Linked DNA regions of Oryctolagus cuniculus: region 2 is linked to region 1. Evidence: chromatin contacts called from public Hi-C data. All regions are on one chromosome and are shown on one strand. Each heading gives the region's core, a stretch centred on a gene start, on an enhancer-like site or on the middle of the called end of the contact. The rest is flanking DNA. Distances are from core to core; before and after follow the strand shown.

Region 1 (6,643 bases), core at 1,054-3,553:
GTCTCCGCCCTCTCTCGCCAGCCCACCGGCCATCCCTCCCCGAATACCGAGGGCTGCGGTTATCTGGTTTTAATAAAAACCGAAGAGGTCCGCGGCTAGCGGGCCTCCTCCGAGAGGCGGATGGAAGGTCCCGAAGGCTGACCGAGACGGGGAGAAGAGGGCAAGGCCGGAGCGACGGATGCCTAAGCCGACCCGCGACCCCGCACCAGGTCCCCAAACTCGCCTACGTCTCGTTTCCCCCACCCCCAAACAAGGAAGGGCGGAGGGCGCTCGCAGAACCTCTCACCCGCGAGTTCATCCCGACGGGGCGGGAGGACTCGGGCGCGCCGAGCCCCATCCATCAGCTCCCGTCTGGGCAAAGCGTCGAGTCCCCGCGGCGTCCGTCAGCCCGGCCAAGAGCCCGCGCGCGGCTGCCACCCGCCGAACAGGTGCGACAGCATCACGGCGGAGCTCCCGAGGCGCCCTCCTCGGCCTCGGCGCCGAGGGGCCGAGCCGTCCCCACGCCGGCCCGGCTGGCGGCCGCGGGGTGGAGCGCGGGCCACGCCGGCGGCTCTCGGTCCGCACCGCCGGGTCTGGGACCTAACGGCAGTTCGCCTCCCCGCTCCCCGGGCGCGCGAACGTGGGTGTCATGGCGAGCGGCAGCCGCAGACGAAGTTTCCCGGAGCTGCCGGCTTACCTCCTGGCCCCAAGGGCAGCAGCAGCGACGCGGCGGCGGTAGCGGAGCGCCGGTGGCCAGCAGAGCCTGGGAGGATGTCGGAGGGAGGCGCCGCGAGCGAGGATCCGCCGCGATGGGAAGAGGAAGGCGCCGGGTATCTACAATCAGAACGTGGGCTGACCGTGACGTCACAATGGCGCGGCCGGCCAATCGGGGCGCGAAGGATTAATCAAGCGCTATGATGTCATGTGGCCCCGCAGCCAATCGTGGGGCGGTAGAACTTTCGTGATTGTAAATTCCAGGGTCCGATGCGGTGGGGAGCCGAGGCCGGGGTTGGTCCCCGCGGGTTCACGTGTCTCGGGGCGATTTTATCCCCCTTTCTTCCGAATAAGCCTGCGTGGAACCGAGAGCCTGCGCATTAGCGGCAGTGAAGTTCCCCTTGCTCTGAACTCTTTGATTCTTTTGATCCCAGCGGTGGCAGGAGTCGGTGACCGCATTTGGGCGGCGGCAGCCCGCCCTCCGAACGGCCTCCACGGTCCTGAAGGGGATGTAGGTCTTGGTTTTACCTGAAAGGGTTAAATGTCTGCGGGAGACTACTGGAGGGAAGCAACAGCAACACACACACACACACAAAACCACAAAACTTGCTGCAGCCTCAGCTCCCTTAGGACAGAGTTACCCTGTTGTTTTTCCTGGGCGTTTTTTTTTTCTTTATTTGTCACTACCAGCTCCATTTCCGCTCAAGAAGTTACTCCAAAGACTTGTAAAAGGAGGGAACGTGGTGGAGTGAGTGATGCTTTTTTCGAAGAGGCAAGTTCTGCATTTAAGACAAAAGAGGCGCAGGGCACAAGCAGAGGAGTCTTGCAGTTTTTCACCGATATTTGGACTTATCCAAATAAGGCCTTCATCCTATTTCAAGCGTCAGAAATTTAGCTTTCTCATGTCCTTCCTTCTGTATTTCTACTACACCGTGTTCATCCATCCGTCAGCCATTTAATGCAGGCAAATCTATTCTTTCACCTATTTACAGTCTAATGTTTATCACGTGCCAGTGTGTCCCAGGCACTGAGCTATTGCGTTGGATAATCTAAATGTCTTCGTCACAGATAATTGGTATTGTTGCCTATTTGCCCTTCAACTCTGTAGACTGAATGTCTTCAGTTTACCAGACAATATATGCTAGGTGTTAGAAGTAAATAAAACGAAAATACTTCAAGGGCCCCCTCCACCTGTAAAATGACATACAGCTGGGAAAAATAATGCAGCCTGGTAAATGCTACAATAAAGTCCAAGAGTTACAGAACTTTGTTTCACTGGGCATGTGAAAAGCATAAGCTGGTGCCATAGAGATTTTGGTATCATATCTGCTTTGATCCCTCTTCCAACAGTTCAAAGCCAGGGCTGGTTCAGCTATCTGTCACCCTAAGTTCTGCCTTTCCGGGTTTAAAAGTTTCAGATTTTGTGTGGGATTCAAACAATCTCGAGTTTTATACCACAGTCAGTTGTTTGTATTGTATTCAATTGTCAGTTAAATGTTAAGCCCATGCTACTAAAATATCTGCATTTTTCTTTAATTATAGACATGTAACTTCAAGTTAATGTTAAATAGTAGATGACTTTTAATATAAAAATAAAGTTGTAATGTTTTCTTTCCATGGTGTCTTTTCCATACTCTGTGGCTAATGGCTCATAGTTGACTGATAGCATTGACCACTCTGCGTCATAGCTATCTACTGTTTTATCTCACTCAATCTCCTGGGTGCACGTACTCCATTGTTTTGGGTTGTAAATTCCATTGGAGGTTTATCTGTAGATTTTAGTGTGGTTCCCTCGGTTATAATAGGAACTCAATAAATACATTTTGTATGAATGAATGAAGTCCCTCACCATCACCATCCTCACCCTGGTGCTTCCATTCTCAGCTCCACATTCCAACTCTCAATCGGGTGGTCAAGTCCTAGGATTATTAATTCCTCTCAAACATTAAGTTAACAAGATCATGTTCTCATTCTTCCCTCAGCCAGAGACTTAGGATTCCCAAGACATAAATATGTCATTTGGAAGGAACTCCCCACTCCCTAATAGCTAACCGTACACCCTGGTGTGTGAAGTAATATGACCGTGATAGAATCACTCCAGATTTCAACGTCATGGCATTCACGGGTAAAGCCGCAAGAAAAGTGGTCAAACTGACATAACTGTGAGCATTCTTTCCAAATAAACCCAAAGAACACCTAGGATTCCATACCAGGCATACTGAGTAATGGAATTCAAGAAAGGTTTTATGGAGCATCAGAAGCAGACTCCAGGCCGGCCAAAATCTAAGGACTGTGCTGCAGCCGTCCTTGCCCCATTAACCCACCTTCCTGATAAGGAACACAGATAGGCTTGGTAACAAAACACTGTGGGAGTCCCCCAAGAAATGATATTTTGTTACCTTCGTTAGAGCTATTTTCTTCTTCTCTACCTCCTCCTTCTCTTTATTTATTCTTAAATTCTGCAGCATTCTAGCTGTTGCTGTTAGGTTTCATCAGTGGACCCAAATCTCCACACAATCTAAGTGTGTTAGAAGTTGGTATAGTATTGCTTTTGAGAAAAAAGTATGTAACATCCTGGGCATTTTATTGTTACAGCAGCTACAGTTGAATTCAAAAATACAATTGGAAGTTCCTTAGAATGCATTTCTAATTAATGAAACTGTTCTTTGATTAGGCAGTATTTGCATGACATTCGCCTTTGGATGTTTCAAAGTTGATTAAAATATAGGCCAAGTTATAAACTATTTTATGCAGATAATACACAGTCTCTGTTCCTTTTTTTTGTTTGTTTGTCCCTCTGTTGATACTTTTTTCCTTCTCTTCTAATTTTTATTTTCTGCTATCTTGCTGCCCTAAATTCCTATTGGCCTGCATTATCTTTACTGGAGGCAGAAGAGATTAAAGGCGGTGTCCTTTCCTCCTTAGATCTTGAGAGTCAGCTCCACACGTCCCTTGTTACTTTGCTGTTCCTCCTCTTGCTTCTACATGTTGGACAACATGTACTGTGGGTTATCTTGATTCTCATCCTTGAGTGTTCATCTTGATGACTATGTACTACCTGAAGGCATTGCCCAGGCCTGGCCTGCCATGTTGTTTTCTCAGTGCCTAGCAGAACTTCTAGAAATGGCAGATGCTCAAATATCTGCTGAAATAATGAACAATTTGGATTATTTCAGTCTCTTCCTCTATACATACTTTTATACTCTTCAGTGTTCCATCTGGGAGTGAATGAAAGATGAACAAGCTCTTCATTCTCAATTTTCTCTATCTACATCTGCTTCTCCTTTCATGCCTTTGAACTTTGTGTATGCACTGCTGACTCCCAAATATATTTCTCCAGCCCATACTTTCCCCTTGGACTCTAAATGCCTTTTAATGACTTCCCCTCTTGAATGTCTAAAAGGCATCTCAAACTAAGGATAATCAAAAATCAACTGATTTGCTCCCAAACTTGATTTTCCCATGATCTTCCCCAGATAGGTAAATGACAACTCCACCAATCCAGATTCTCAGGCCAAATGTCTTAGAGATGGGTTTAACTTTTCTCTTTTTCCCACCTCCTACTTCCAAGACATCAGTAAAACCCTACTATTTGACCTTCAAAATGTACCCAGGATGTTTACTTTTCATCATCTCTACCATAGCCACCCACTTTGTTACTTGTAGTTGTCCAGAATTTTGCAATAGTCCATTTTCTGTTTCTATAATAAAATATCTGAGACTAATTGATTCATAAAGAATAGAGGTTTCTTTAGCTCACAGTTCTGGAGGCTAGAAGTCTAAGATTGGGCATCTTGTGACACAACCTTTTGTTGTATGCATCATAACTTGGCAGAAAAACAGCAGGGTTAGCAAATAGGTGTGGTAGAGGGGCCTCCTTTATAACAATCTACTCTTGCAAGAAAGGCATTGATCCCACTTAAGGATGTAATCAACTCTTAAAGGTCCCTCTGCCAACACCGCCAAGATGACAATCAAATTACACCATGAGTTTTGGAGGGGACAAATTTTCCAAAGATACCTTATGAAGTTAGTGAAAAGTAGAATCAAAAGATGTTTATTTTGATACAAAACATTTTTGAAAATCCATGCATAGACGTGTTCAAACCATAGCCCCTACTAACTGAATGTGTCCTTCTACCTTTGCCTTCTACAGTCTTGGCTCACACCAGCAGTCAGAGTGATCCTTTTGCAAACCAAAGCCAAATTATGGCACATGTCTGTTTACCACCATCTATCAACTTCACATCCCATGGAGAGGAACAGTCAAATCTTTACAATGGTCTATAAGATCCTTCATGACTTAGCACCTTGCCATTTCTCTGGCCTTCTAAAGCTTCCCTGTTTTCCATCCACAATGACCTCTTTCTTATTCCTTGAACACCTGACTGCCTCAAGGACTATGCACTTACTAGTCCCTCAGGCCTCGAATGATCTAACCCAGAAACCTCCAAGATTAATATCTTTTGTTTCATTCTGTTCTCTGCATAAATGTCATCTCAGAGACTTTTCCGCTCTTCAGTTTTGCAACACCTCCCTCCCTGTCTCCCACATTGTAGAGATCTTTCACTCTGCTTAAGTTTTCTCCTTAGCATTTAATTCATATTATGGAAAAATCTATGTAAGGATTTAATGTTTTTGCACCAAAAGACACATATTTTCATTACATTTTCCCTCAAATGTTGGAAATCCTCTTGTATTACAGATTTACTTGTTAATATTTATCATCTCCTCCTTCCCCCACCCCAGTAAGCTGAGGGCACAAACTTTGCTTTGATCACTCTGTACGTCCAGACTTAGAGCACTGCCTGGCACCTAGTAAGAGCTAAATAAATATTGAATGGCTAGCAAATGAGTGAATAGAAAAGTTAAGTGCAAATCAGTAAAATACGTTTTTTTTTAAGGTACCGTTTGGTCAAAACTTGTCAAAGAGAAGAAAATATCAACTATAATAATTTGAAAAGTATTATCTATCGGTATCATGTTAATGAAAGTAAATTTCTCTTCCATCTTCCTGAAATATTAAAATCTGAAGAATTAACTTGTACCAAGAAAGTTAACCTTTTTAAGTGCTGTGAATAAAGACTGTGATTACAGTTATGATGAAAAGGAAACATTAGGTTTTAAATTGCGTGGGTTTGAGCTATCTTATTCTCTCTATAAATGCACTAGTTATCTTGAATACCAAGGACTTTCTCTAGAAATACAAATTATGGTGATATTTATTTTGATGATAAATAAAATTTGGTACCAATTCTTTCCTTTTTGGCTACTTATAAGTTCCTAAAATTTCATTTTATTCTTTCAACACCAAAATGAGATAAGAATATGGAGCTGAAGAAGAGTTAAGGGGTATACCTGAGACTATAAAGCCAATTAGTGCAGAATTAAGACTTGAACTAAAGTCTGTTCTCAACTACTTCAAATGCTAAGTTATGCTAAAGATAACATTTTAAACAAAGACAGACTCAACATTGCTGCTTGTCAGAACTTTTGTAACTTACTTATTCCATTCTATAGCATATTAATGAGCTAAATATTTTTAGGACATAGATAATTAAAATTTTAGCCAAAAGCCAGCAGTGCAGAGCTGGCAAAAAAGGAGCATGTTTGGATAAGGAGCATGTTTGGCTGAATTAATATATTCTGAAAGTAGTTTATTAGATGTTGGAACTGATGATACAGTACAGAATATGCTTTGCCCTAATCCTATCATTTATAAAACTGGTTCTCAAAAAAAATTAGTCATAAGTGATTGTCATTTTAGAACATGTGATGTTTTAATTATCTGTATAAGGAACCACAAAAGACCTTGTTTTTGTGCACTTGCAGTATTAGGCATGCTGTTACATATCAAACTTTTTTTTAAAGATTTATTTATTTTAGCCGGCGCCGCGGCTCACTAGGCTAATCCTCCGCCTCACGGTGCCGGCACACCGGGTTCTAGTCC
Region 2 (6,643 bases), core at 2,653-5,152, 76 kb before region 1:
GGTGAGGGGAGTGGGTTTAATGGAGCTGTTGACATCCCTGCAGGATGGACAACCGCCTGGACACTCTTCCTCGTCCTCAGTGGTGTACCCTCTGGTTTGGGGAAGGCTGAAGGGATTTAACTCCTCCTGGCAAACAATGCCAGGTCAATGAATGATTCCTGGTGAGTAATCCTTGAACAGCATGTGACTGCATGGAACACAGTGAAAGGCTGTTAGAACAAGGCGTGGCTACGGGGGCGCATCCTTCCGAAGAGTGACGGAGGAGTGAATACCACTCACTGCCTGTCTGGCAGTTTCCAATGTTCCACACAGAGAAGGTGGCTTTTCTTTCCCCCTTCTTTTTATTCAAGGTGAGCACCCTAGGCTGAAAGAGTTGTGCACCCAAAAAATTAGACAAACTGGTACAATCTTCCACCTCAAAGCACAGATCCTAATGGATAATCAACTTTCCCTGTCTGTTCTTTTAAACCCTCCTTCTGCAGGAGCCACACCGCTTGGTTATCAACTGATCCTCAAGTGTAACAAGGAAGCTAAAGAACAATTATCCTTCCTCACAGGGGGCCGAGAGAAACACAACCAGGACTGCACAGCAGCTGGCAGAGGTGATAATGAAACGTCAAACACGTAAGTAGCTCAGAAAAGTCTCTTGGGGTTTTTTTTTGCCCTAGGTTGTTATTTTTAAATAATGGGGGGAAAATCACAATTCACTTGCAGGGATCTGAATCAGCTTGCTTTGCTTAGGAAAACATGCTAATAAGGCTATGGGTTTAATATTTATTACTTCTCAGCCAGCTAGCTTTGGCCCAACACCTTAATGTCCTCATCTACCAAGTGGGGACAATAATATGAAATCAGGCTGCTAGAACATTCCATGTAAAGTCACTTACTTAACATGAGGACCTGACATGTGGTAAACATTTAACAAAAGTCAGTGTTTAACATTGTTGGTATTAATAAATAATAATATTTTTTTTGAGAACAAGACACAATGAGTTTTAATAAACGTTTACCAGAGGACACACTCATGGTTGCATTTCTGATCATGTGTTGGTAACATTGCAGGAGTCTGTGGTTCTGAACTCTTTGATTCTTGTCTCAGACCATGGAGAATGAAGATCATGGACAAGGAAGGGCAGGCACAGAAGCAAAGTTTATTGAAGAAAGAGAAAGCCCTTGGGCCAGCGCCGCGGTTCACTAGGCTAATCCTCTGCCTGCGACGCCGGCACCCCGGGGTTCTAGTCCTGGTCAGGGCCCCGGATTCTGTCCCTGTTGCTCCTCTTCCAGGCCAGCTCTCTGCTGTGGCCCGGGAAGGCAGTGGAGGATGGCCCAAGTGCTTAGGCCCTGCACCCTCATAGGAGACCAGGAGGAAGCACCTGGCTCCCGGCTTCGGATCGGCACAATGCGCCGGCTGTAGTGGCCACTTGGCGGGGTGAACCAACGGAAAGGAAGACCTTTCTCTCTGTCTCTCTCTCTCTCACTGTCTAAATCTGCCTGTCAAAAAAAAAAAAAAAAAAAAAGGAGAACGTCCTCACGTGAGGAACGGGTCTCCAATGGAGTGAGGGAAGCTGGCTCAGGGTTTAAATCCTTTGGGCTATGAGGAAGCTTGTACAGGGTCTTGTAAACTTGTCATTTAGCCATAGGTGACTTTCTCATTGCTGGGGAGTTGATATCTGGAGCTATACAAGTCCAGCTGTAACCACGTCTTGCTTTGTTTTCCGTTTCTCTGTCTTGATTTTGAGTAGTGAGGTATTAATAATTAGTTCATGAAAGAATTCATGAGCGAGGAGTGGGGTCTATAATATACCGACAACTGGGAAAGGCTTAAGAAAGAATGGTGAGCACCAAGTGCTAACAGTTGTCTTGGCCCTTGCAGGGTGGGCCTGGGGATAAGGGTTGTCAGCAGAGGCAGAGCAAGTGCCACCCCTGCCGACAGGTGCCCCACTGCACAGGGGCTGCATGGCCACCCTGCACCTGCCTTAGCAAATACCCTTGCTGCCTAATCAGTGGCAAGTGTCCGATTCCTGCTACTCCACAGCTCCTCCTAAATCCTGGTTTGGGACTACAATTAGAACACACACACACACACATACACACACACTCACAGAGGAACGAAGTGAACTTGCAGGTGGGAAGTTAGTTACAGTCCTCATTCTACAACTCAACTACTGTACACCATGAGTACAGTTTCTCCATCAATTAAAAATGAGGAAAGTCACTTATTTGCCTCTTTCAAGCACTTACTTGGATCAAATGAGGCAAGGGAGGGGAAGGGTCTTTAGGGACTCCTACTAAAGCCAGGAAGAGGTCTGTGTCCACCCAGGATGGAGTCACTCACCAGCTGCCCCTGAGTGATGTACTTCTTCCACCAGAGGTACGGACGCATGGATGGCACGGAGGACAGACCATAGTATGAGTACATGAGGACGTGGATGAAGCTGTTAAGTGTGGCACCAAAATAAGCTGCAGGAACACATGGAATTTGGGGAAGAAGATGCAACAGTATTTTATATAACAGACAAAAAGGGCAAGATTCTTGTTTTAAGAAATTTATGTGGCTGACATTGTGGCACAGCAGGTTAAGCCACTTGTGATGCTGGTATCCCATATCAGAGTGCTGGTTTGAGTCCAGGCTGCTCTATTTCCAATTCTGCTTCCTGTTTTTTTTTTTTTTTTAATTTTTTTATTATTATTATTTTTTAATTTTTTGACAGGCAGAGTGGACAGTAAGAAGAGAGACAGAGAGAAAGGTCTTCCTTTTTGCCGTTGGTTCACCCTCCAATGGCTGCCGTGGCCGGCGCGCTGCAGCCAGCGTACCGCACTGATCCTATGGCAGGAGCCAGGTACTTCTCCTGGTCTCCCATGGGGTGCAGGGCCCAAGTACTTGGGCCATCCTCCACTGCACTCCCAGGCCACAGCAGAGAGCTGGCCTGGAAGAGGGCAACTGGGACAGAATCTGGTGCCCCGACCGGGACTAGAACCCGGTGTGCCAGTGCCGCAAGGTGGAGGATTAGCTTAGTGAGCCGGGGCGCTGGCCTCTGCTTCCTGTTAATGTGCCTGGGAAGGCAGTGGATGATGGTTCAAGTAGTTGGGTCTTGCCACCCATGTGGAAGACCTGGATGGAGTCCCAGTATTCTGGCTTCAGCCTGTTCCAGCCCAGGCCATTGTGGCCATCTGGGGAATGAACCAGCAGGTGGAAGATGTCTTTCTGTCTCTCTTGCTCTGTCTTTCAAATAAATAAACAAATTTTCTAAGATTACTTATTTATTTATTTTTAATTACAGAGACAGAGAGACATTTTTCATCTGCTGGTTCACTCACCAAATACTCATAACAGCCAGGGCTGAACCAAGCTGAAGTCAGGAGGCTGAAACCCAATCCAGGTCTCCCATGTGGGTGGCAGGGACCCAAGTACTAAGGCCATTACCTGCTGCCTCCCAGGGTGCACATTAGCAGGATGCCAGAACTGGAAGCAGAGCCACGACTCAAATCCAGGCAACTCTGATATGGGATACAGGTGTCCCACACAGTATCTTAATCACTATGCCAGATAGCAGCTCCCAACATTCTCTTTGAATAGGATGTTTTTGAACGGGGGCTGACAAACACTGCCGCCCCAAGCACTGCATAGGTGTGTAATGAGAAGTCAACTTCCACTTTGGCCGGCAGCCATCAATCAGGATGCTCTTTTAGCTCAGAGGTCAGCTGGAGCTGCCAGGTGGGCATCTGACACAGCAGCCATGGTACCACCTGCCCTCTCTGGCACCTGCAGGCTTTGCTGTCAGAGTTTGAGCAACTTCCAGAGGCAGCTGCTTCTCTTTCCACACCCAACTGCCTCAGCTGTGCTACTCTGCAGGCTGGGGAAGGCAGCCAACGGGCAGCGTGCTCAAAGCTGGCTGTTTGCACACATTTGCTGAGGCTGGGAGAGGCCTCTGAAGTCACCTCCTGTTATTCTCCTGGACTGCAGTGCTGAGGTCATACAGTTTTATTAATAGAGCCCAGTCCCTCAGGGATAAAAGATCTCTCTTGTCACATGATTTTCAATTTCTAGTAGAACCACAAATTCTTTTTTTAGATTCTCTGCCCTCCTCCCTGACAGTAAGCAACCAAACAAAGCTATCCTGCTTTTCCCTCTGCAGTTGGAGGTGCACAGATCAGTGTCAGGGAACAAGCTTCCACTCCGAGCTATGACAGCACCTTGGCCCTGTGCCCTTGGATGAGCGGGGTCCATTCTCTGGTTCAGATTCTTATGGGCCTGGTGGGACTAGTTACAATCTGTCATCCTGCAAGTTCTCTACAAACTTAAAGCACTCCTTGAATGTGAGGAGGCGCTGTTTCTACTGAATGTTGGTTGGGTTAGCTCAGCCACAGTCATGAAGTGTGATGAAAGGGAAAAACCACTAGGGGTGGGAACCTGGAGCCCAAGCTCTACCAACCCTTCCAGGGTCTCAGCTTCCTCCCAAGCGCAGAGGAGCTGTATGGGGAAAGTCCTGACAATTTAGCCTTTGAAAACCAAGGCTTAAGACAATAAGCTTCAAGACTCTAACAGAAGTGTTCCAGAAACCATATGGAACCTTACAGAATTTACACCAAACTTTAGTGCTTGTCACATATAGACACCCTGACAACTAGACTTCATTAGACTAAATGGAAATGTCCTGGTATATGACTTGGCAAAAGTATTTGACAGTCAGTTTCTTTTCCTGGCAATCGCTCCAAGGTGTGATTCCTCCTTCCTGGTCTGCAGCACTTTGACACCATAAAGTCAGGAGGATTTAGAAAGAACCTGGAACAGCTGCCCTCTATGACGAAAATGCTGTGTCTATTTCTCAGTATTCCCCTGGCTGGTTATCTCTCTTATCTCCTCCTTCAGGCAAAGGATGTTTACGCAACCAGCAAAAGGTCTTCCGAGCGCGAGCCACACAAACTCTCATTAAAAGCAATCTGGACATAGAGTTCAAATTCCTGACTTAGAAATCAACAAAGAAGCACCTTTCCTGAAAGCCCTGGTTGGAACTCAGCACATCTGCTCACCCCTGTTCCCCAAGCCCCCTTGTCTCCAGTACTCACAGTGGCCACAGGGGACCCAGTTCATCACAAACCACCAGATGTTCAGCATGGAGGCGTGGTGGTAGACATGCAGCACGGTGATCTGATGGTTGTTCTTGCGCAGGATGAAGAAGAAGGTGTCCATGAACTCTATCAGTTTGGAGAAATAGTACCACCACAGGACACGGATTATCTAAGAGGAAAGGGTCAAAGATTGAAGGCTCATCCTCCATGCTGCTCTGGGACATCTCAGAGCTGTTTCGCTAACATCCCAAGATCCAATGCCAACTGGGAGCAGCCCAAGCACCCTACTGCCTTCTAATGTTCTTGAGCAGTGGGGAGCTCCTGGCATTCAAAGTGCCTTTTAAAATATACCATGAGGTGGGTGAGGGCAGCTGAAAGGACAACCTGGGAAGTTTTAAAAGGCCCCCTGACACCCTTAAAGACTAACAAAAACAGGAAGCTCAGGGTTTAAAACCTTGATGTTGGTGTATTCCCTCTGGAAATAGTCTGCAGAGCTACTATTACAGAAAAACTACCTGAAAGATGCATCTGATGCCAGGGACTTTGCATAGAGCAGGTGACAGGAAGCACAGAAGAAAAGAATCAGACCTGCAGGGTCAGGACCCTGCCCAGTTAAATATGCCAAACAGGTGCTCTAAGAAAATGACTGCCCATGCCGAGTTGACAGACTTCATTAAAAATTTTTTTTGAGTGAAGTTGGATTCCATGTTTAACATCACTGCTCAGAGAGTATTTATAAGAATGATTAAAATATTTTAAGAGATTGTTCTCATGAGTCCATTTATGTAACTTGAACACAAATAACAATAAATGCAGATTTTTCCCTTCAACCATTAACAGGAGTTATTTTTCCAAAGGGGAAAGCTTTACTTTTCATTTTGTACCTTTCACATTATTCAATTTTCATGTTGCTTTTTTCCTATTCTTTTACAAAGTGTCAACAGGAATTACCTGGGCAGTGAGGTTCTGATCCATGTTGTCTTTTGTACAATTTCTTTATTTTAAAAGCCACGCAACCACATACAAATCACAAATACTCTTCAACAAGAGACAGCCAGTACCTTCATGTCCGATTCGCCCGCGCTGCGTGTGCCCTGACAGAAGAAGTTGTATCTGCCTTCCCATACTCCAGTAACTAACTGAAAAAGAGGGAAAAGCGTCAGCAACCACAGACAGCCCAACTGCATTCAATGCCATTTGTTTCAGGGTCTGTGACAATGCACTTGGGGCTCTGCTAGGCTAGGTCTGCTTTAAGGGAGAATGTACTTGTAGGGACATGTGACCAAAGGGGAAGTCTGCATGAGTGCAGCCTCACTTCCACAGGGGTGGGCACGTCCACACACTGAGTGGGGACCTGGGAGGCACTCCCAGCCTGCTCTCTTCACAGGCTCTCCTTTCTCACACCGCCACTGCAGTGTCCCGAGTTCATTACTCCTTCAACCAACGCAGTGTTGGGTCCCCCAGCAGCCTGGAGCCACTTTCCCTGTCAGTGCTCCTCAAACTCCAGAGGGCAGTATTGGACCCACTTGCAGGGCAAGTAACAGCCCAGCCCATGGGGGTGGGGGACTGGATC

The links. Hi-C and Micro-C count contacts between places; a contact is called where the count stands out from the background.
Region 2: a contact with region 1 is called in a Hi-C map of an unstated tissue, with 2.4 times the contacts expected there. The contact joins the enhancer-like site here to the promoter of ELOVL5 in region 1. A contact is called at or near these places in 3 of 6 Hi-C or Micro-C datasets (ear pinna, psoas muscle and an unstated tissue).

What each region holds. Positions count from the first base shown.
Region 1 is chr5:116,434,467-116,441,109 of mOryCun1.1, reverse strand. ELOVL5 (ELOVL fatty acid elongase 5) reads right to left here and starts at 2,303. Exons shown (of 8, transcript XM_002714509.5): 1 at 677-2,303.
Region 2 is chr5:116,512,155-116,518,797 of mOryCun1.1, reverse strand. It overlaps ELOVL5 (ELOVL fatty acid elongase 5), which reads right to left. Exons shown (of 8, transcript XM_002714509.5): 4 at 6,132-6,209; 5 at 5,068-5,239; 6 at 2,336-2,460. Among named protein-coding and RNA genes, the nearest start is that of GCM1, 61 kb to the left of the region's middle. Within about 2 kb of position 3,902, at least 4 of the 8 cell types and tissues checked have an H3K27ac peak or open chromatin away from gene starts, as enhancers often do. A contact at or near this core is called in ear pinna, where this site is marked.